Regions from separate parts of the Mus musculus genome. Here all the other regions are linked to region 1. A link is a contact called in public Hi-C and HiChIP or PLAC-seq data. All regions are on one chromosome and are shown on one strand. The core of a region is the stretch at or near the end of the contact, and the rest is flanking DNA. Distances in the headings are between cores, read along the strand shown.

What was found. Hi-C and Micro-C count contacts between places; a contact is called where the count stands out from the background. HiChIP or PLAC-seq counts read pairs in DNA pulled down with a chosen protein or histone mark.
Region 2: a Hi-C map of bone marrow-derived macrophages shows a contact between it and region 1, with 8 read pairs. The contact joins two enhancer-like sites. A contact is called at or near these places in 1 of 484 Hi-C or Micro-C datasets (bone marrow-derived macrophages), 1 of 115 datasets of contacts at active chromatin or transcription factors (microglia) and 1 of 9 other capture datasets (embryonic stem cells).
Region 3: an H3K4me3 HiChIP or PLAC-seq map of bone marrow-derived macrophages shows a contact between it and region 1, with 5 times the contacts expected there. The contact joins two enhancer-like sites. A contact is called at or near these places in 1 of 115 datasets of contacts at active chromatin or transcription factors (bone marrow-derived macrophages) and 1 of 9 other capture datasets (embryonic stem cells).

Annotation. Positions count from the first base shown.
Region 1 is chr10:17,681,723-17,686,067 of GRCm38.p6, forward strand. No RefSeq gene overlaps it. Among named protein-coding and RNA genes, the nearest start is that of Gm32543, 3.0 kb to the left of the region's middle. Within about 2 kb of position 2,524, at least 57 of the 459 cell types and tissues checked have an H3K27ac peak or open chromatin away from gene starts, as enhancers often do. A contact at or near this core is called in bone marrow-derived macrophages, where this site is marked.
Region 2 is chr10:16,749,584-16,753,928 of GRCm38.p6, forward strand. No RefSeq gene overlaps it. Among named protein-coding and RNA genes, the nearest start is that of Gm20125, 340 kb to the right of the region's middle. Within about 2 kb of position 2,153, at least 13 of the 459 cell types and tissues checked have an H3K27ac peak or open chromatin away from gene starts, as enhancers often do. A contact at or near this core is called in bone marrow-derived macrophages, where this site is marked.
Region 3 is chr10:17,033,231-17,037,575 of GRCm38.p6, forward strand. The region is part of intron 1 of Gm20125 (predicted gene, 20125); the gene reads right to left. Among named protein-coding and RNA genes, the nearest start is that of Gm20125, 60 kb to the right of the region's middle. Within about 2 kb of position 1,896, at least 51 of the 459 cell types and tissues checked have an H3K27ac peak or open chromatin away from gene starts, as enhancers often do. A contact at or near this core is called in bone marrow-derived macrophages, where this site is marked.

The DNA.
Region 1 (4,345 bases), core at 1,274-3,773:
TTTGCACTCTGGATTGACATTTTTCAAGAAGCCCTGAAAAAGGAGAACATGCGGACAATAATATTCTAGAGCTGAAAGGCGCCATGAGAAGCGTTATTCAGGTCAACTATTTCACAGCATAGATAAGAAAACAAAAGCCCAGAGCTTGGACTGTGGGCTCCGCTAAGGTCAGTGAAGTCTGCCCCTCCCACTCGGTTCTCATTAAATTGTAGCTTTTAAACTAGATGGGAAGACCAGAGCGGAGAGTGGAATTTTTAGGAAATATCTCCCAGCTCTTTCTACCAAGAGGGACACTCCCCAGATGGCCAAAGAGCACAACTGTGTCTTTTGGAAGCACAGAATCATTGGGTGAGAAGTTTAAGCCAATGCTGATAGACAGGAAGGCCTCTTATTTCCAGGCATCAAGACCAGCATGACCGTGGATGGGAGAGATGTCCAGGAGGGCAAGAGGCAGGCTTGTCAAAGCCCCTACTGGAGTCCAGAATTATATTCCCAGAGCCTGGCCTCTATGGCCAAGTGCTGACCAACTTGGAAATTTGAGACAATGTCTGAAGAAGGATGTCTGTGGTTGTCACACTGAGAAGGGGGCTGTTTGTATCTAGTACAAAGAAATCAGAGATGAAAAACATGGCTTTCTGTTCTACCAAACAGTAGTGTGTCCTGCTGAGGCTGGGAGAGGCTCTACCCTATCTTTCAAGTGGGGTTCTGCTTAGATTCTACCTGGTGGTACACACCTTTAATCTGGACCACACCTGCTGGAGACCTACATAAGGACATTGAAAGAAGGAAGATTCCATCTTCTTTACCTGATTGTATTGTGGGACTGAGCAACTGCTAGATCCTTGAACTTCCGTTCACAGCTGACCAGTTGGGGAGTTGGACTGCAGACTGTAAGTCATCATAACAAATCCCCTTACTATATAGAGACCACCCATAAGTTCTGTGACTCTAGAGAACCCTGACTAATTCACCACTCAAGAAAGATTCACCACTCTCTTTAGGTCTTTAGAGTTTTACAATCCCCACTCCCCACGACCAAGGGGGGAAAAATCCAGATGCTGAGGGGTGAGCCGTACAGGAAGCAGCAATTTCAATAAAAATTCCTGGTGCTGAAAATATATGCGTAGGAGAGACTATTTTCTGTGGACTTACATTTTTCTTGTTCTTTGTTGTCATTCCGCCATTCTTGGTAAATTTGTTTTCATTTTAAGTGTTACAAGCAGTTATTATGTATTCCAGGCAGGGCTCCCAAGCTGTGACAATTTAAATGAGGGAAACTTTTTTTTTTGTAGAAAAAAAAAAAGATAAAAGTATAAATGGTTTGTTGAAACGTTGACGAAAAGCTCGCCTCAGAGAGCAAAATTCTTTTTATGTTGTCTTAATATTAATCTGAAATGAAAATGTCCTTCACTTCAAGAAGGGAAGATTTGGCAGGTATAAGATACAATAGGACAAGGATATGTCCCCTTCCACGTTTAGCTCCTCATGTCTTCTAAGGAGACTTTGAAATCAATAGTATATAAGATGCTACAAATAATTTTTTAAAATTGCTTAAATCTTTAACACACACACAGCTCAAAGGAACAGAGGCACACAATAGCAGTGTGAAAGAACAAACAGGGCTTTGAAGGCAAACCTGAAAGCTCACATTCTAACCCAGGTGGGTACCATTCTCCATTGCCCAAGGCAAAGGGTGTTTCTTAAATCAGTTAGTTTATAATCAAATCATAATAACAAGGTAGTTGTGAAGCACAAAAGCTATGTAAATGTAAATATCAATATGTAATTTCCTATATTAGTTCCCTATTACTACTTTAAAAAACCAACTAACCAACCAAACAAATAAACAAAAAAACCCTAGTGGCACCATGTTTTAAAGAAAAGGCATTTCTATCACTTGCTGTTTACAGAAGCTGAGTGACAATCAATATGTCAGCTCTGGCAAGGCTCCCCTAACTAAATAACCTCATGGTGAATGCCATCATGGCAGACAAGTGCATGGTGAGATTATACATCAAAGTGGAAAGCCAGAGACAAAGTCTGGGGTCAAGTTGGTTCTTTTCTATCAACTCACTCTCATAGGAGATGAGATCCCTGGTCCTCTGCTGTCCTGTGCTCCTGATGGCCTAACACTTCCTACATAGCTTTTTATTTTTCAGTTTTTACTTAGCATATATTATCTATAATAATGGTTTCAGTATGACATTTTCACACATTTTGTAATACACTTAGATCATATTCACCTCCTATCTTCTACTCTTGGCCACTCCCCCTCCTATCGATCTTCTTTCTCTTCCCATCTGGTTCCTCTTCCACTTTCGGGTAGGTTTTTGTTTTGCTTTCGTCTCACTGCTCGCTGACTCACTGAGTTTAATTTAGAGTTGTTTACAGGAGCACAGAGCAATTTACCAGCAAAGCCTCATGTTGCCCACCCCCCACCCCCCACTCCATGCTGGACAGTCGACCAGTCCAATCTTGTGCAGGTAATCACAGCTGCTGAGAGTTCAAGAGTACAACACCAGGCATCACACTGGGAAGACAGCATTTCGCAACACTTCCTCTGGCTCTCTCACTTCTGATCCCTCTTCTACCTGAACCTTGGAGTAACAACCTCCCAATGCCAAACCAAGCTGTGCCCAAAGCTGAGACAGCTCTGATCTATAGACATAAACACAGGTATTCAGAAGGCAATTCATCAGGCATATTAAGTCCATTTAGCAAAACAACAGCACTACCTTCTCTGCATGGACCCAGAACTTCCCCACACATGGGCTTTTGACCAAGTTTAGATGACCTGGTGTGAGTACCTCCTGTGAAGCAAACCCAGTCACAAGCAGCTGTTTACCCAAAAGACATGCTCCTCTACTGCACCAATGGGCAAGTCTTGCCTGGCATGTTGCTGCTGTACTTTGTAGAGTGTGCTGTTGGGTAAGGCAGTTAATGGCTCCCTATCACACTCCTCCCTCACCCCCACTCCATTGTCTGCATAGCACCTTCCATCATTACAAAAACTACTTCTACACAACCATGCCTGAATGCCAAGCCCCTAAGACAAGAGCCTTTGGGATACAGACCCCATGCAAACCACAGCACTCCTCAGTGTGCTTCATGTTTCCACCATGGTCAATGGCCTCAACTCAGTGAGGAACATCCACCATTGATAGCACCATCAAAAACAGACCTACAGTTAGACCAAAGGAATACTTGGGGTATGTTGTTTATCATACACACTCATGCTGTCTTTAATTCCATTTCTTTTCTGTTGAAGGTGAGGAACCTTTGAAGAAGAACGAATGCAATTCAAATATTTTCCCAGAACGTAGTCATGACAACACATTTTATCTATTAAACCATATATATAGAGAAGTATTGGAAAAAAAACTCACTTCCCTGGAATTTTTGACAAGCTGGTAAATAAATAAGCGTTAGCAAGAAAGGGTTGCAGGCAGAAATAGCCAACCACTGGAATTTATTTACTTTGAAAACTAGCTCGAGTCCTACCAGTGGTATTGCATCATTAATATGTGTCGGAGAATATAGCTTGCAAAAGCTCAATGGCGGGCAGGATTGACACCTACAGAAAAGTAATTTTAAGGGAAGAAAAAGTAGCTGTAGATATAATAGTAATAGAGATATAGTATTATAGATAGAATAGTAAATACAATACTAGGAGAACATTTGGAGTTTGTTATTTCTTTATGTACCTTTGTTTTGTTACGTTTTGTTTTTTAATACAGGATTTTATGGAGGCAACAAAAAGGTAGATAGGGAGAAAGTAGTAGATTAATTTATTTAGACTCTCAGTGGGCTTTTGATAAAGTCCCACACAAGAGACTATTAAGGAAACTTGACAAACACTGGGTAAGAGGTAGAGGGCTGTCAATCATGAGTTAACTGTGGGTTAAGAGATAGAGGGACTGAAAGAGTAAATGACCCACTCTCAACACAGAAAGGAGTTAATAGTGGCGTGCCAGCAATCAATAGGAAAGCAGTGTTCTCCAGGATTTTATTAACACCCTTGAAATGGACTAAATAGCAAGGTGCTGGGATTTGCTGACTACACAAAACTATTTTGGTTCACCAAGTCTACACAGGCAGATGTGAGAGACATAGCATCCAAACTTGGTAACTGAGCAAACTAGTGGCAGATGAAGTTCTGAGCAGACAAGCTTGAAACAACTCTCACTGGAAGTACCACTATGATGCCTCTGGTGCTTGGATGAGTTCTGAATCCACACTAACCTTAACTGAGGCAGTGGCAGACTCACAAGAGGTAGCATAATGAAAATCCGTGCATCGCACTCAGAGAAGTTTTGTTTTGTTTTCAAAAAGTGAACCAAGCAAA
Region 2 (4,345 bases), core at 903-3,402, 930 kb before region 1:
AAAATGAAGACTGAAGTGTGAACACTATGCCCCTCCTTAGAAGTGGGAGCAAAACACCCTTGGAAGGAGTTACAGAGACAAAGTTTGGAGTTGAGATAAAAGGATGGACCATGTAGACACTACCATATCCGGGGATCCATCCCATAATCAGCTTCCAAATGCTAACACCATTGCATACACTAGCAAGATTATGCTGAAAGGACCCTGATATAGCTGTCTCTTGTCAGAGTATGCCTGGGCCTAGCAAACATAGAAGTGGATGCTCACAGTCGGCTATTGGATGGATCACATGGCCCCCAATGAAGGAGCTAGAGAAAGTACCAAAGAAGCTAAAGGGATCTGCAACCCTATAGGTGGAACAACATTATGAACTAACCAGTACCCCGGAGCTCTTGACTCTAGCTGCATATGCATCAAAAGATGGCCTAGTCGGCCATCACTCGAAAGAGAGGCCCATTGGACAGGCAAACTTTATATGCCCCAGTACAGGGGAACGCCAGGGCCATAAAAGGGGAGTGGGTGGGTAGGGGAGAGGGGGTGGGTGGCTATGGGGGACTTTTGGTATAGCATTGCAAATGTAAATGAGCAAAATACCTAATAAAAAATGGAAAAAAAAAAAAAAAAAAAAAAAAAAAAGAATCACTCACACATTTCTTCTAAGTGGTTTCAAGATGTACAGGGCCTCAATTCCACCTCACAAAGCGACACCATGATTTTTGAATGAAAAATTTCAAGAGCTATAATGAGACAAGTGCCATTGTCAGACATTCTACATATATTCAGCTAATAGAACCTTCAAGGGCACAAAAATCAGCCTGTGAAAATGAAATCTAAATGACTGGAAACAGAAGGCAGACACTCGGTCATTGATTGATTTAGTTGGAAAGGGCCAGGAACAAGCTGACATTGATTTATCTTTTAATCTAACAGAATAACAACAAATCTTAAAGCAATCAGTTTTAATGGTCTTAATAACTCCAATCAAATTATTCACCATCCACATTAATATAGGAGGTTGGCTTCATATTTATTCATCAGATTTGTCAAATAAATAGCACTGTTTGCCCAACTGTGCTTCAGTCCTAATAGATTTTGTTAACATTTCATTTTTAATTGCCCTCTCCTTATAATTAGGTGGACCAGAAGTCTCTGTTTTCCAGATAACAGTCCTGGATATGCCTTTTCACAGACTTTTTTGTTCCCTATAGTGCCTCTCGGCTTTCTTGAGAGTCTTGCTTAGAAAGCTATGGTCTATGGTGACAACGCACACTGCAATGGTTTTATAATTTTCTGATCCAAAAGAAAGAACCTATAAAAAGCTCAAAATCTTTAAGATCGTTTTGAGCAAATACTTGAAAAGAAATACAACCCAGGAAATCTACTTGAGATTTCCTCACCTCAGTGACCTAAGGTTTCTCTGCAGCATCAGCTGTCTCTGTTTCTAAGAACAGGAGCCTAGTGAGATAAAACCTGGCTGGCCAGCCAATCTATACAAGTTCAATGTCTACACCTGGGTGTTTTTTCCTGTTAACAGTAGAAGGAACCGAGGTAGACATTGTTAGTGATTTAAAAAAAGAAAAAAAAAAAAAAAAGAGCTTTCCTTTTGTTTACTTAATCTGAAATTTCCTCAGACAAGCTTTAGTTGTGGAAAATAATAATGCAACAACATGCAGATGCTGTCCCATTTTCCATTCATTTTAGATTGTATACATATAGTGATGATATTAGTGATAAAAACAATTAGCACAAGAAGATTGCAATCTGTTGGAGTCATGCTGAAGTTTGCTCCAGGAAAGATATTTGTACAAAGAGATTTTCTCCTTGAGCTCTCTATAAGGGACTGATAGGTGAGGAAATGATACACTTAGCAGGAGTGTTAAGCTCAATGGATACCTGGCAGGGCTGATACCAGGAAAGAGAAAACGATGGTCACAGTAAGACCTCTTCTGCAGAGCATCCCACCTAATGGATTTCTCATTTAGCTGGACTGTAAATTTGATCCTAAGCAGCATTTACTTTCCTTATTTAGATCAGGATTAAAATGGATTGCTTAGAAAGGCCACATATGATGAAGAGGTAGAAATGCTGTCAAATGAGGGAGCAGTTCTCTGAGGATATAAATAGATTGTTTTGATCCATTTAAAAGGTCATCAGTCAACAGTTCTGTTTTTTTTTCCTTTCCTCTCACTTCCTCTTCATCTTCTTAAGCACAGAGCTACATGTTAGAAAAATAGAAAGTAAATTCAATAGCCAATCCACCCTTAACTTTAGCCATAAAAGACTTAGAATTCAGTTTCAATAGTTTTATGATACACATCCATGTGATTAGATAATTGTAGGCCTCTTTTATTTACTTTGATGAACTTACAGGACCCCCACACTTCGGGAAATGATGAATTCCAGAAACTTCTTTAAAACTCTATGCATTTGAGAAATTGAGAAGATGATTTTGCCCTCTCTAACATTATAACCAGATCAATCCATAAACCTGAAGTGTGCAGCTCTTCTGTTGAAGTTTTTATACAGGATCTAACAAACTACTAATAGTTGGTAGTCATCAGCTTTTACCAGGCTGGCGAAGCCAATTTTGAGGTGCTAATAGGCCCTAATGGGGAAATTAGTCCTCAGTTAAATAAACAAATCATTAGGTTGTGGTGGAAGAGTTAATGTGGGGACAGATTGCAAAATTGCTAATGCCTTAGTAGCCTGAATATTGTTCAAATTAACACTAGAATTAAAGTTAGAACACTATGGCAGGAAAACTGGTCAACCGCTATCAAGGAGGAGTTGATTCATGAACATGTGGTTGTTGGTATTTAACTAGTAAGAGACACATTGGTATGTTGTAAAGCAACAGATACATGCATAAGAAGCCTCGAGAATATTTGATTTTAAGCTCTAGCTTCCATGTTCAATGTCTTAAACTATGTTTAATATTTAACATGTGCTAATTAAGTAGTAATTGTTGGGCACTACATTGAATGCTGGTTTGTAACTTTAACAAAAACTGAGTCCTAACTGAGGAGCATATATCATCTTGGGACAAAGGGTAATGAGTCAGAATCTAATCTACAAGAGAAACATAAATAAATAGGAAAGAGGCCTGAGGTCAAGAAAGAAGGGATAGAGAATGAAAGGGTTAGATGCAGTAGCTATAATGAAGTATACAATGACCCAGAAGCAAAAGTGAGCATGGGACTTTACTAAGCCAAAGCAACTTTGACACATACTGAAGTCAAAGTTGGGCAGTTACTCAGACTATGACTTTTCTCTTCTGTAGATCAGAGTATAGGCTATGACAGAAAGTCGACAAGTTAACAGGAATGAAGTTGTGATTCTATTTTTAAAAATGTAATTTTTCTAATTTCAGTGATCAATATAGTGTATTTTCTTGGAGAATAACATCTCCAGTGTCCTCTCTCACATAAATGCCCCACTCTGCAGAAGCATTCTTTCCTTAGATTCCTCTACACACCACGTTGAGCATCACCCAAGAGTGAGAGATTGTCAATAATAGATGATATAATCGTCATCTACTCTTCAAAGCCAGCTCTGCCCCGTCACACACTCCTGTGCATTCTTTAAGGAAAACAACATCTATTCACCTGTATCCAGAGTCATCATCATTGCTTCACATGCACTGAATCACCAAACCATATGCTATCCACCTCCCACAATGCTCACTACTTATTTCTGTCTTTCACTGTTGAATATATTGTTCCAGCATGTATTTCTTCTGCCATCCCCTTAGAACTTATATTGCACATTGTCTTTCAAACTTTCCTGCCAGAGTGACCCTTGTGGGAAAAAAACTGTTGTAGCTTTGCAGCAGGGACATTCATCACTCATGGCACAAAATGTGCCAGACATCAAATGATCACTTCTTTACAAACCAATAACTTTTGATAATAATCTACTCTAAAACAGAAGAGAATTTTTTAAATTAGGTATTTATTTCATTTACATTTCCAATGCTATCCCAAAAGTCTACCACATGCTCCCCCACCCACTCCCACTTCTTGGCCCTGGCATTCCCCTGTACTGAGGCGTATAAAGTTTGCACAACCAATGGGCCTGTCTTTCCACTGATGGCCGACTAGGCCATCTTCTGATACATATACAGCTAGAAACACGAGCTCCGCGGGGTACTGGTTAGTTCATATTGTTGTTCCACCTATAGGGTTGCAGATCCCCTCAGCTCCTTGGGTACTTTCTCTAGCTCCTCCATTGGGGGCCCTGTGATCCATCCAATAGCTGACTGTGAGCATCCACTTCTGTGTTTGCTAGGCCCAAGAATAGCCTCACAAGAGACAGCTATATCTGAGTCTTTTCAGCAAAATCTTGC
Region 3 (4,345 bases), core at 646-3,145, 650 kb before region 1:
AGCAGAATACATTATATAGAGGTATGAAACTGTCAAATAATAAAATCAATTTTAAAGGGCCCAAGATTAAGGTCCTATGTTTAGTTCCCAATAGTATATATGCGGCTATAAAGTTAGGCAATAATTCTTACCCCTTTCTTCTCAGTTTCTAAACTTACTCCGTGCTTCCTTTACTTCTTTTTCATTTCTTCTTCTTCTTCTTCTTCTTCTTCTTCTTCTTCTTCTTCTTCTTCTTCTTCTTCTTCTTCTTCTTCTTCCTCTCTCTCTCTCTCTCTCCCTCCCTCCCTCCCTCCCTCCCTCCTTCCCTTCTTTCCTTCCTTCCTTCCTTGCTTTCCTTCTTTCTGTTCATGATAGCTTTTCATATAACCAGCTTGCTTCAAACTCACTATGTAGCCAATGATAAGCTCTTACTCTCAACTTCTCCAAAGTGCTGAGATTCCAGGCACATGCTACCATGCCCAGTTTTATGAACCTAGTCTTTGTGCACTTTAGGCAAGAACTCTATAACTGAGTTACACCTCCAGCCCTACTTTTTTTTTTTTTTTTTTTTTTTTTTTTGAGACAGGGTTTCTCTCTATAGTCCTGGCTGTCCTGGAACTCACTTTGTAGAGCAGGCTGGCCTCAAACTCAGAAATCTGCCTGCCTCCCGAGTGCTGGGATTAAAGGCGTGCGCCACCATGCCCGGCTCTTCTTCTTTCCTTTTCTTCTTCTTCTATTAATTTTTAAGGAATTGAGAAGTTAAGAAGAGATCAGTCCTAATGATACATAGATAGATAGATAGATAGATAGATAGATAGATAGATAGATAGATAGATAGATAATAGATGATAGATAAATTAGACATGGAGAAAAAGAAGAGAGATAGAGATAGACAGAGATAGAGACACATCAGGGCCTCAGGTACCCTTTTGCTATTGAGTTCAACTTTGAGATTGCCGACTTGGGATGGACATGGAGTAGCCTGCTAAAACCTTACTTCCCACCTATATTTTACAATTCCTCAGAGAAATATCAGGCCATACATGTACTAATAGCTACATTTTTTCCATACTCGTAGTAATACTAAGATTCTATTAACATCCGTTCTCTTATGTTTTCCCAGTAAGACCCCATGAAATACATAATTCATTTCACCCTGCTGACCAGTGACCTAGTTAAAAACGAGGACAAATGTTTGGTTTTCTGTCCTTTGATGGCTTATCTTGTTTATCAGCTCTCATATGCCACTCTGATTAACTGCCAAATAATTATAATAATGGTAATAATAACAATAAAAATAATAAACTTTCAATCTGGTTGATAAACTATGTTCAATAATGGTGCTAGCTTCCTTCATTAGCTTTTATTCTACATGAAAAATGCTAAATAACACACTGACCTTTAAAAAGCAAGCCAAAGGATACATCAGGAAGTTCAGAGAGGCTCAGTTTCCGAAGCTATCTTTAGCCTCTAAATTCATTCTCGACCTAACATAGCTTATAATCACATTCATTTGTCCTTGCTTTGATAGTTGTAGCAGGCATGTGTCTTTTATAAGCTTCCTCAAATATTTTTGGAGCAAAGTGGGGTTATAAATCCAAGGGCAGTTTACTCATGCCCGAGTGCATTAAGAGTTAAAACACTGTAATTGCATCTTTACATGCAATGAATAAAGACGTAGCATGGAAGGAAGAAGGAATAATGAATGATGACAAAGGGTGGTTTTGAAGCTCAGATCTATTTTGGGGAACACAGAGATGAGCAGCTTGATCATCTGAACTTGCAAAGGGCAGAACATCAAGGTTATCATCTTCGCTGTTGGGAAAATGATTGCACAAGCTTTAGTAAGTGGCCCAGAGCAGGATCTGTGTTCAATGACTCATCTGAGAGGTGGCCCTTCCATTAGCTCCACAACTATAATAGTGAGACATCCATTTAATTCTGACTCACACTGTTAAATGCCATACACTGAATCACCAATCCTACTACATAAAGCGCCTGGCTTAAATGTCTCTATGAAATACTTATCCAGGCTGAAAAATATCCTCTGGGGCCTGAGAGGCACTAGACACTGTGGTTACAGCTAGTTGCCTTGGAAGTCACAAATGAGTTCAAGTTCACTGTCTTCCTGGATGCAAGATAAAGCCCAAATTGTCAGCACATTTTATATCCTTAGGGTGCTTTATGATCCTGCTTATACCTTTATTGTGTGTAATAAAATTTCTCAATAATCCTGTTTCTAGTAATTCTTACTTTTAAAAATATTTCTCTTGAGCTGAATGTTATCTTCCTATTTATGTTGTTTTCCAAAGGGGTGTTCTATATACAGGGGAAAAAAAGACATGCTACAAGGACCTTCAAATGAAATGTATTCACTAACTGTCCAGATGTTCACTTGGGTGTATGCATCATATAAATCTAAACTGATGAGAACAGTAATGGCCCAGCACAGTCTGTCTTACTTGGTGAACTCTGAGAGGAGAAAAATAAAAAATGTGCTGTTTTTGGAAGTTATGAATTTTAACAACTCAAGAAAAGAAAACACTTTTTGAATTTTATTGCTTTGATTTTGTGGACAATAAAGTTGACTTCCCACAGTGGTTTTCTTCCTATGTAACAGAAAACTTCATCTCTGCTTCAAAAATCAGATCCAAAGGTTTGCTCAATGATAAGGCTACGCTTGTAAAAAAAAATACCATAGCCCCAGAATACATTTAACAATATGACCACATGTTTTGTTACTTTTTTTTAATCCTCTAATAGATATATACGTCTTGGCATTTGCTCCCACACATCTCAAATGTGGGCAGATGGGAAAATCTCTGCTTCTTCCACATCCGAGATTTTACATAACATTATAGAAAACACCATGATGCACAGCTTCAGTTACTATGTGATGACAGATTAGCAAAATTAATCCAAACAAGGCACAGCCTCAACACGCCACAAAACTATTGAACCTGGGTTATCCAACTAGCTACTTATTCTGGTCAATAACTCTAAGTAGGAGTTCTCAGAGTTCATGCAGGAAGAGCAAATGGTGTTGACATTACACAGTGCTGGTCTTGTCTAACTTTTTGTTATTGTGACAGGAAATAGTCCTCTATAAAAGTGTTGGGTCACATTCATATATGTGTTAACTATGGCAGATGTGTGTTGAAGGCAACAGGTAGCACATTTCGTATGTAAAACATTTACCTTTCTTTATAGCACCTAAAGTGAAGAAACTCTGAAATCCTACACATACACTTGGAAGGACCTTAGATTTTTACCTTTGAAATATGTGTTGTCAACAAAGATATGGTACCTGGCCACCTTTCCCTGAAGCATAGCATTTTCTCTTTGTGAGTTTGAATGAGATGCTTGATCCTATACATTCAACTGCTTGAGTCATTTCTGCAGTAGGAGCCAAAGTTAATACCTGTTTGTTACCCACAATACACTAGTGCTAAGATATAGCTACCATATCCAAAATAGACGAATATTTCCAGAGATCATTATACATCATTAACAGCAACCACTAATTATTTCTACCTTCTGTTAATCACAAAACTTAGCTCTCTTGAGAGCATCAATGCATCCTGGTCTTATTCTCCTTGAGCATCTACAGTTATCATTTTTCCAACAGTTTTATAATTTTGGATATAAAAAGGAATAGCATCTATTAGAAAATTCCCTAGTGTGTATTTTTTTTTTAAACAAAGGCCTGAAAGAAAACTGGGACTATAGCCTTCTCTAGTCACAGTCTGTCCTGACCTATGTATTTGCCTTTGGCCACATCATACCCAGTTTTCTAAGGAACCTCTCTTAAGTTGTTCTTTTATAATTCTACTCCTCTCTGGCACCATCATGACTCTCTCAAACACAAGGCCAAATCAAGCATCTATTTCTTTCCTAACATTTCTACATTTCTTAATATGGTTCCCTCAGAAGACTGGTGAAAAGCAATTACTTCAACAGAACTAGAAACAGAGATTCTTCGTGGTACCGAAGAACAGCTTGGAATTTTCTTGGCTCAAGTGGGAGCATCAAGTTCAGCATTTGCAAGAATAAACATTCTTTTCCACAGAGTGCATTTGGTGTCATAACTTGGCTTAATTCAGGGAATTACCCAAATGAAAGGGCCACTCTGTGTTTTCATGCGCTGCCAAATTAGTACAATCATTTAAAATGTTAAATAAGAATTTTTGAAAGATTTCCTGGAACCACTGAAATAAATACCTTGAAAGGCTAGGGTTTATAATTTATCTTGTGGTGCTAATGCTAAGAATGTGGTTATAAACTGGCACAATAAAATTTTCCTGGATGAGGATTCACATCTTTGGGACAGTTTCAAAGGGGACTGCCCAAAGACAAAAAAAAAAAA